2 separate regions of the Hordeum vulgare genome follow, and region 1 is linked to region 2. A link is a contact called in public Hi-C data. All regions are on one chromosome and are shown on one strand. The core of a region is the stretch at or near the end of the contact, and the rest is flanking DNA. Distances in the headings are between cores, read along the strand shown. Region 1 holds the start of LOC123427056 (trihelix transcription factor GT-1-like). Region 2 holds the start of LOC123427052.

Region 1 (5,231 bases), core at 1,557-4,056, 390 kb before region 2:
GTCTCTCCAGTTCCATGGATTCACACCATTGGTTGCAACTGCATCAGCTGTCGTTAAGGCAATTGGATGACTCGCTGTAAAACAGAAACAGGAAAAAAAATCATCAGTAATCATACCCTTGTCTTCACAAACCACAATTGCAGTAGGCAAATATTGATGATAGAAGTTGGATTATAAAAATGCATGAACTAAATAATAAAACGATGAGGAGCAATTCAAGTTTGAGTTAGTACCAAATTGGTCACAACGCCATGTTTACATGATGGCGCATCTGATTTTTTTTCCTTGATTAGTGAGCTATTTGGTTTAGATGTCAGGTTTTTTAACGAGTGAAGTGCAACAGAGGTCCTACTAGTATACCGAGGGTGTCAATATAGTCCTAATAGTACGGAAGTACGCATTTGTGTCCAATGCAATAAGTGAGTCACAAAAGGTCCTACCTGGGCCAAAACAGTGCTGGCCTGCATCATAGTGGGTTGAGCACACTGCCACGTAGGCTGAGGGTCACTTGACGGCAAAACTCATGCTAGGCCAGATATAAAATGTCAAAATTTATAATCATAAATCCTTTTCTCCATCCTCCTATTTACTACCTCTCTTCTTCTCCTACCAACTGCTCCTCTCTCTCTCCACTTTTCCAACACCCCACCTCCTCTTCCTCCTCTCTCCCATTGTTGGGAGACCCTTCTCCTGTTTTTCAGCAAGGGATGCGGGCAAGATGGGTACTTCTTTGCTCGCTGGAGCTGCAGATCTGCCACTCGCCTCCCTGAACATCACATGATTTTACCTTCAGCTGGCCTAATTGGCAGTGGTCAACCCACCACACTTGGAGGTCAGAACTGATTCAACCACGATAGGACCTGTGATGCCTCACTTGTTGCATTACTGGGACTGAAATATGCACTTTCATACATTAGGAGAGGACTAACTCGACACCCTCTGCCAGTATACTTATAGGATTTCTAATGCACTTTACTCTTTTTTTAATTATACAAAGATAATTTCTTTCCCTGCATTCTCCTTTCGAGAGTTTTTAATCTCCATGTTCCAGTCTAAACAGTGTTAAAATTGTGTATCTTACCATCTGGCAATTTTGTTTAATAAAACCTCACCAGTTCTCTTTCTATAATGAAGTGCACAACTAGTGAGTAATGAGAACAAAAAAGTTCTACAAGGCTAAGAAAAAAAAAAGGCCTCACCAAGAAACTCACTATTGTTGGAACATTTTTGGTGTGTTCACCCATTAAATGAAAATAACAACTGGTCCACAAATGACTTTAGCTCAAGCTTGGTATGTTAACCTCTAGGCAGGCACAACTTTCTGACAGAATATTGAGCCAAGTAAGTGGAAGATCATAGGTATAAACACAGAAGATGCTCACAAAATAAGACACAGAAAGAAATAGGTAGCAATTATAGCAGAGGCAGAATATATTAGTACCTTCAACAGGGCCAAATGGAATGTTGGCATCTTCAAAACCTAGATTGATAGCAGTGAACATGAATCCATAAGCTAACAGAAATCCAATCGATCATAAACCAAATATAAACACAAGTCCAAATGTTCAGTTACTAAACCCAGCAGTCATTATAAGTAAGCAGACCCACCAGACACATAAATCCAAAACCATATCAGATAGTGCTACCTAGTATGCACCCACCGACACACAAAACCCCGAGCTGGAGACCCATACCAATTGCAAATATGTACTTTGCTTAGCAAACAGACTTGTGCTAACTGCTAACTGCTAAGCATTCTCACCCCATGGTACGGGTAGATCAGTAAGCTTGAACTGTGAACTAACTTCATACTACTACACAATGGTGTGCCAGTAGTCAGCCAGTGAACTGGACAGAAAACAACACTGTAATATCCGAATTTCTGCAGCAATGCTTACTGATAACAGCTTAAGTTGCTAGTAATTGGCGGTGCACAGGCAACAATTAATTGATGTGTACCTAAATTTATACTGATGTATACCTAATCCATTGATCTATGATCAAAACTCGAGGTTGTCAGATACTACTGGGATGAAGAGTTGAAAGCCTCTATCCATTTCAGCACGCAAAGCAAGGCCGTCTTAGTCAGAAGGATAAGGGGGAGCATCATACCTTTATCCGCGAATTGCAGGTAAGACTCGATCTTGGAGGTGGGCGTGGGGCTCTTCGCGGCGCCACCCCCACCACCACTCCCCGCGGGCGAGCTGGCCGCCTTCCCGCGGCGCTTGAGCAGGTCGTCGATCTCCTTGTAGTAGGCCATCTTGGCGGAGCCGTTCCCACTGGCGCCGCCGCTGCTGCGGGCGTGGCTGCGCGCCTTCTTGAACTCCTTGAGGAGGTTGCGCCACTTGTCGGTGCACATGGTCGGGGAGCGGTCGAAGCCCTGCTCCCGCATCTTGGCGGAGATGGCCTCCCAGAGGTGCTTGTTGGACTTGGAGGTGTTGAAGTGGTTGTCCATCTCGCGGCGCAGCGCGATGAGGCTGAGCGTCTCGTCCTGGACCCAGGTCTCGGCGCGCTTCTTCGGGGCCGAGGCGCGCGAGGAGGAGTCGTGGTCGTGGGCGCCGCCGTCCTCGCCGCTGCTCTCCGGGAGCAGCAGCGACGGGGTAGGGGGCTGCGGCCCGGCGAGGAGCATCGCCGCGGCGGAGGAGCGGCGCGGGTGGTGGGGTCCGGGAGCGAGACTGTGCTGCGTGCGTGAGGCGAGGGAGGCGGTGGTGGGAGTGGAGGCTCACTGGAGAGCGCAGCCGGGGCCCTCTCGCCGACGAGGGCGGTCGGAGTCCCGGAGGAGGACAAACTTATCAGAGTACGGCCCTGCCCATCCCGGCCCGGCCCGGCCCGACCATGACCCGTATGGCCGTCGTAGCGGGCTAGTCCAGCATAGTAGATTTCACGTAGCCCATCCCCAAATCAATTCCTCCTCACTGTCCAAACGAACCCGCAACCTCCGTGAACCTATTCTTTTCTTTTGTCTCAATTTTTTTTTACTCTACACACAACTGCGGTATCCATCCTTTATGTTAGGGTTTATCCTCCTCTCGACGGCGGCGTAAGCTTTCCGTAGAGAAATCGAATCCCGCGCAATCCCACACCGTCATGGGGTCGTCGAAGCCATTGTCTCGTGCCAGCATGACGGACCTGGGGTTTGCTACGGCTACTACTGCCCGCGGAAGACTGTCTCTCAGGGCGAGAGATCTGATGAAGAACGTGGCTTCGGGATCGGGTTCGGCTACGGTCGATCTTGAGGAGACGATGGAAGAGCTTGGATTGAAGGAGGAAGATTTGCAGGATGTGGTGGTGGACGACGGTAAATTGACACACGAGGCTACTCGCTGGATGGTAGTAGCTAGGATGCACACCGATAAACCCAATAGCCAGTATTGGTTCTACCGCAACATGAGGGTGGACTGGGATCTGGCGCAAGAGGTGAAAATTCGTCCTCTCGAAGATAATCTATACACGCTCAAGTTCTCATGCCTTGGGGACTAGGAGAGGGTTATGGAAGAAGGCCCATGGATGTTCAAGGGGGAGGCAGTTGTGATCGCGCTTTATGATGGGTACACTCGTCCGTCCTCCATAGTCCTTAACAATCTGGAAGTCTGGATGCAAATCCATGACCTGCCCGATGGCATCTTCCCCAAGATCAAGGCGTTGTCGTCAATTGTGGGAAAGTTTATATATGTCGAACCTAAGTCCCATGACTTTGAAGGCCATTTCTATCGTGTTCGTGTAAAGATAGATGTAACCAAACCACTCAAGAATGCAGTCTTGATCATTGTTAAAGGAAAGAGAGAGATCTTCAGAATAAAATACGAGTGGTTGCCAGAATAGTGCGCGGTATGCGGTCATCTAGGGCACACCTTCAAAGAAAGTGGTGACGGGTACATGACCCCAAGGCGCTAGTGTTCAAAAACTTCTGGGCGACTTGGTACCACGGAGCTGGGTCGGGGCCTGCTGAGGGCAGAGGACGAGGAAGAGGACAAGGAAGAAGGGGTGACTGCTCAGGTGGCTCGGGACGCGAAAACCAGCGGGAAAGGATGATCTTTCAGAATGGGAGAGGATGGATGACCATGAGGCTACAATGATTGATGCTGGCCCAAACAGAAAGAGATCATCAGAGACGGAGAACACAATAGCAGTTATATCTTCAAAGACACCCGCCCTGAATCATGCCCCCAGCACAGGCAATGTCTTGGCACTTACACCACCCGCAGTTCCTCCGAGCCCCTCTTCAAAGCAAGAATCAAAGATGGTTCGTACAACAGTCCAAAAGGTTATGACAACAACTTCACCTCTTGAAAAGGGTGTAGAAGCTTCTTTGGCAGGCTCTCGTGTGGAGCACCACAGAGGCCAATGAGTGTGCTTTGCTGGAACTTTCGCGGTGCAGTCAAGTCGGCCACAGTTTGAGAGCTTCGGGACCTAACAAAGCAATTTGCCCCTTCCGTGTTATGCATTCTAAACTCAAATCTCATGAACACGGGTAGAAGGATTAGCAAGCACATTAGGTTTTGATAATGGTTATGCAGTTAAGAACAATGGCCGTAGCGGAGGCCTAGGAATATTTTGGAATAATGAAATAAAGACTGATATTATGGGTTATTTGGACTACCATGTTGATTCAAAAAATCATATGACGGACAACTTGGAGTGGCGACTAACATGTGTGTATGGGGAGGCAAAGGTGATACGTTTCCAACGTATCTATTCTTTTCATTGTTCCATGCTGATATTTTATCATTATAGAATACTTTTGGGGGTATTTATTTACCAATTTATATTATTTTTGAGTACTAACCTATTGACCTAGTGCCAGTGCGAGTTGTTGTTTTCTGCATGTTTTTCACTTTTCAGGTTTTTCATACCAAAATGGAGTCCAATTGAGATGAAACTTTTTGGACATTTTTTCTCGACCCAGAGGTAGTCCCGAAATACTTTTTACACTACCGCAAGTCTCTGTTCCGACAGGAGGCCATCTGGAGCTCCGTTCCGGCACCCTGCCGGAGGGGGGGTCGATCACGGAGGGCCTGTTCATCAACCTTGTTGCCCTCATGATGATGTGTGGGTAGTTCACCGTAGACATATGGTTCCATATCTAGTACCTAGATGGCAATCTCTCTCTTGACTTCAGTACAATGATCATCGCATCTTCGCTTTGATCCACATGATGTAATTCCTTTTGTGCAGTGCATTTTTTGGGATCCGATGAATTGTGGGTTTATGTTCAGATTATTCACTATAAA
Region 2 (5,027 bases), core at 2,302-4,801:
AAGCTCGATGGGGGCGCCATTGAGCTTGTGGCCACCTCAGAGGTTGCTTGAAGGTGTCGTTCGGCTACAAAGAAGATGATATCCGGATAAAAATCCCCTCAAAATTTCAGCCCAATCAAAGTTACGGGTCTCCGAAAATATAAGAAACAGTGAAATGCGAGAAAACTGGAACGCGAAATAGAAGAGAAATGGAGAGATATGTCCAATCTCGGAGGGGATCCTTTCCCTTCGGGAGCCATGGTAGCCATGGACCACAAGGAAAACTCTCCTCCCATCTAGGGGGAGGTCAAGCAAGAAGAATAAGAAGGGGGGGGGCTCAACTTCGCCGCCGTCATCACCGACTCTCTCCCCCTCTATGCAGCGGTGTAACCTCTTTTCCTCGGTGTAACCTCTACTTAAACATGGTGCTTAATGCTATATATTATTACCCAATGATGTGTGACTATCCTATGATGTTTGAGAGATCCTTTTTGTACTACGGGTTAATTGTGGCATGGTGTGATTGGTATGGGTTGTATGTTGATATGGTGTTGTCCTATGGTGCCCCCCGTGTCGCGCAAGTGTGTGAGATTACTGCTATATGGTGTTGCAATACATCCATGATTCACTTATAGTGGGGTGGCGAGAGTGATAAAAACTTACCCTCGAGTAAGGGGGCTGTTGCGTATTAGAGTAAACATGACTTGTTACTTAATGCTATGGTTGGATTTTACCTTAATGATCTTTAGTAGCTACGGATGCTTGCTAGAGTTCCAATCCTAAGTGTATGTGATCCAAGTATGAAAAATATGTTAGCGTATGCCTCTCCCTTATTGCATATGACAAGTATCCATCATGTTATATTCAATTGCCTATGGACAACCTCTCTCATCATTCTACAAAAAAGCATTCTACTAAACAACTAACTTAAATAACCTTTATTTAAAGGGGACTGCTACACGTTTGCCGGTGGATGCGTTAGAAACATCCACCGCACTACTAGCCGTCGGATATGTGTTCTGCGAGCCGTTCGGTCCAACAACCCAAGCCTGTCTAACGAATAACAGGTTCTTGCAGCAACCGTTTTGTTTCAGAAACACTACGCCAGGCCGGCCGTTCCCGACACGCCGTCAGATTTGACGTAATCTAGCGACTGCACGTGGTCCTTTGTTTTTGCAACAACAGTGGTGTTGCGGAAACATCCATAACACAAATCTTGTTGCAGAAACATTTGCAATAGAGATTGTGTTGCCGAATTTTTTGCAACACGGATCATGTTGCAGAAACATATTTAGATTTTTTTTGCAAAAGAGGTCAAGTTGCTATTTTTTTTGCAACAAATGTCATGTTGCGGAATCGTTTACTGACGCCTTTTTTGCTGGTCATGTTACAAACTTCTGAGGGAAATTTTCGCAACTGAGGTCATGTTGCTGGAATAATTTCCAACAGAGATCATGTAGCAATGAATGGATAAGAAGGCAACGACTAAAAAGATAAGGTTGCACCTAGCATGACACGTGGCAGACGTACAAGGCGGTGGATGCTTTCTGTGAGATCCGCCGGCGGCAGGAGAACGTTTTCCTTATTTAAACAACCCTCAATTTGTATTTACTTGTTCTTTATTATCTTGCAAACCTATCTATTACACCTACAAAGTACCTCTAAATTTATTCCCGTAAAATAGTTTATTTCTTGTACTAGATAAAGTGAACATTGTTGTGCCTAGAGTTGGATCGGTGGTGATAAAACTTGAGAGAACATTAGTTCTATCTTTAGATCCTTGGATTCGACATTTTTACATATAAAAAAGGCTACAAACGATCCCTTATAATTGCGGGTTATCACTTCCACCTTAACATATGTCGTTGTAATGCTCATACTAACTTTGTTTGTTATTCTTTTTCCTTGATGGGATGAGCTAAGCTCAGCATTCACAAAATCTCTAGAATAAAGACCAATTGAGAAATATAAGCAACATTTAGTGCCAAGAAGACATGGGTTATGGCGAAACAAGCATCCTTCACTTTCAAGTTTGTGCATGAGAAAAACTTGTCAGTGAAGAGGAAAAAAATGCGTATGTGAAACTCCTTTGAGTAATGCATTCATGTGGTGATCACCCCTCTCCCCCTTGAGTCCGGGAAAAACTATGTTTGTTACACACACACACGAAGAGGAGCAAAGGATGGCTACTCAAGTTTCCTTGGTCGGATGATCTAAGTCTAACATTTCCGAGTAATCAAGAGAATGAATGCATACAAATAAATATGAGCAGAATCAAGTGCCATCTAGATAACATTGGTTATGGCGGAACAACCATCCTCCTCTTCCAAAGTTAAACTTGTAAGAGAAGACGAACCAAACTCGTGTGAGGGCATCTTTAATGCTGACCCTCGATGTGTCCATATAGGTCGAGATAACAGTGCTTGGACCATTTTTGTTATTCAACGAAGACCCTTAAATGTTTTATGAAAGTCCATGTAACATGCGGAGGTCCGCTTGACTCAATTTTATTTGGACCCTAATAATGTCCACACTACCCATGAGGATATCCTCTATGTCTGGCCTAACTCTGCCGTTCGGATTTGACACGTATCTCATGAACATGATTAGATGACTGACTGCCTTATTCTATACGTGGATGCGTGTGAATGCTGTTTGCGGGCGGATAATGCGTTTGTTTTAGAAGACATCGTTGGAGATGCCTAACAAAACGTGTATGACTGAGCCTAACTTAGACGTTTAAGTTATTTGTGATGGAACAACTCCATTAGGGTTCAAGTTATAGACCTATCATTAATACTTTCATTTTTCAAGATTTATTTCAGCCTTTCCGAAGATGTTTGATGTGCGGTTGAAGACGTTTCCATCGACCATGTGGTCACATGTGATGATTCTCTCAATCTCAGAATGTGATGTCAGCTTGGTATCATGGAGATGCTCATAGAATTAAAGTGTGCGTGCGTTTTTAGAGATGGATGCATGTGTATGTTTATGAGTGCGCATGTTGTTAAAAACAAAACCGTCGTTAAAAACAAAACAAAAACGTGTGTGTAAAATTTCTTCGAGCAGACCCACAAAAAAAACATTCCTTCGAGCAAAATGCATTCAGGCAGGATCATGCTCCTCCTCCCCCATTGTGTTGAAGGAGAAAAAAACTATGTACCTTTGTCAGGCACGCATGGACAGGAGCAAGCGTGATCGTTCCCGTTCCCGTTCCCGTTCCCGTTCCGTTATGCAAGTACACAGAAGTACTACTATATTGACCTAAGCAAATCCTACGGCCCTAATCCAATTCCAGAAGGAAATCGATCAATTCGGAAGATCCAGATCAGCCGCAGTAAAGGAGGCGATAAATTCCTTTCCAAAACCAACGAGCCGTCCATCCAGGATCCACAACCGCACGGACACGGTCACACGCGCGCGTCTCGCTCCAACAGTCCAACTGGCGCGAAAATCGCACGGCCGGTGCAGAGGAAAGGCGGAGGCGCACGGGAAAACCCGGGAAGAAAATATTCCCAGGAAAAAGAGATCCCCCGCCCGCGCACGCCCCGGAGAGGAGAGGAGAAGAGGAAAACCCACAGCGGAACGCAACAAACGAGAGAGAGAGAGAGCGGGGAGAGCCGCCCGCCCCGGACGGAAGTAGAAAAGGGGATCGGGCCGGCCGCCCCCACCCCCAGAGCAGGCAGGCAGGCAGGCAGGCCACTACGCGCGCGCCCTCCCTCCTCTCCAACCCCTCTCCTCCTCCCGTTGGCTCCCCCTCCCTCGCGCCGCGCGGAAGGCCAAGCGGGAGAAGGAGAAGGAGCCTTGGAGATTTTCGCGGAACCACCACCACCCCCACCCTCCCATCAAGGTTTCACCGCCACCACCCGTCCTCCCCCCACCACCCGTCGCCGCTCCAACAATCCCAGTCGAGTCATCCACCCCACCCCACCGCCGCCGCATTCGCAGGTGTCCAACCCCCGCGTCCTCTGCAGAGCCGCCAATCCCCTCCCGCCCCGTCGGCTCGCGGATCTCGGCTACCGCCGGCGCCGGTGTGGATTCCGCTCCCGTGGTCGGTTGTTTATTGCTCTGATTTGGGCCCGGATTCTCCCCGGATTGCGTTTCCTCTTGATTGATGGGGCCGCTGCCGCTGCTCCGGCTCGGGGTCTGAGTCCGATTCGGGCGGAAGGTAGACAGATTGTCGTCTTTTTATTGACCCCCTGCCCCTGCCCCTGGTCTCCCTGCTGCTGTTGTTGTTGGATTGATTTGGGATCCGAGATTGCTCCGTGAAGTTTTTGGTCCTAGGGATATTTTTTGATTGGCCCGGATCAGGAATAGAGGGTTCTCTTGTTGGGGGGAGAGGGGGATCTAGGGTTGCGTCTTCTCTAGTTCTCCGTGTATGTGCATATTCCATAGAAAAAACACCAAAAAAAAGAAGAAGAGAGCCAGGAGGTGGTGGAGGAGGAGGAGAGTGCACTGGAATTTGGAGCTCATGGCGCTGAATTATCCGTCCTGCTCCTTCTTGGTCAGCGACGAGTGCTCTGCCCTGATGCGAGGGTGTGGATGCTGGTCGGAGGAGGCATCGCCCCTCTCGTCCCCAGGGGTCAACTCCAGGCGCCGGGATGATTTCGAACGGGACCCTGCAGATCTATTGCCCGTGGATCCCTTCGGGATGAACTTGGGGCACACGCTCACTGCCGCCCTCGCCAGTTGCCTTGACCGCACGGTCATGTCTGGTCCAGGGCGTTTTGGAAGCAGTGACGGTGGCAGGTCCGTTCGTCCTGCTGACTTGAGTTTTTACATGGACCTGGAACACGCTATGGCGCTCTCCCGGGAGCCATCTTACCTCCCAGCTGGCTGCAGTCGTGCTTTTGAGGGCCCCTCTGGGTTTGGAGGCCTTTATGATGCCCGAGGCGCCAACTGCTCTCAAGGATTGCCCGCCCTTGCGTCCTGCTCGCGCTCAGTTGTACCCACAGAGGATCAATCCACTTCTGGCAATGCTGCATTGGGGTGCCCTGATGATGGAGATGATGTCGTGGGAAGTGTCCCACATGACGAGATGATGTATG

The links. Hi-C and Micro-C count contacts between places; a contact is called where the count stands out from the background.
Region 1: a Hi-C map of leaf shows a contact between it and region 2, with 9 times the contacts expected there. The contact joins the promoter of LOC123427056 here to the promoter of LOC123427052 in region 2. A contact is called at or near these places in 5 of 6 Hi-C or Micro-C datasets (leaf, seedling and an unstated tissue) and 1 of 1 datasets of contacts at active chromatin or transcription factors (embryo).

The regions. Positions count from the first base shown.
Region 1 is chr2H:535,451,005-535,456,235 of MorexV3_pseudomolecules_assembly, reverse strand. It overlaps LOC123427056 (trihelix transcription factor GT-1-like), which reads right to left and starts at 2,806. Exons shown (of 5, transcript XM_045110999.1): 1 at 2,113-2,806; 2 at 1,442-1,480; 3 at 1-74. The coding sequence starts at 2,629.
Region 2 is chr2H:535,058,129-535,063,155 of MorexV3_pseudomolecules_assembly, reverse strand. It overlaps LOC123427052, which reads left to right and starts at 3,551. Exons shown (of 4, transcript XR_006622357.1): 1 at 3,551-4,871.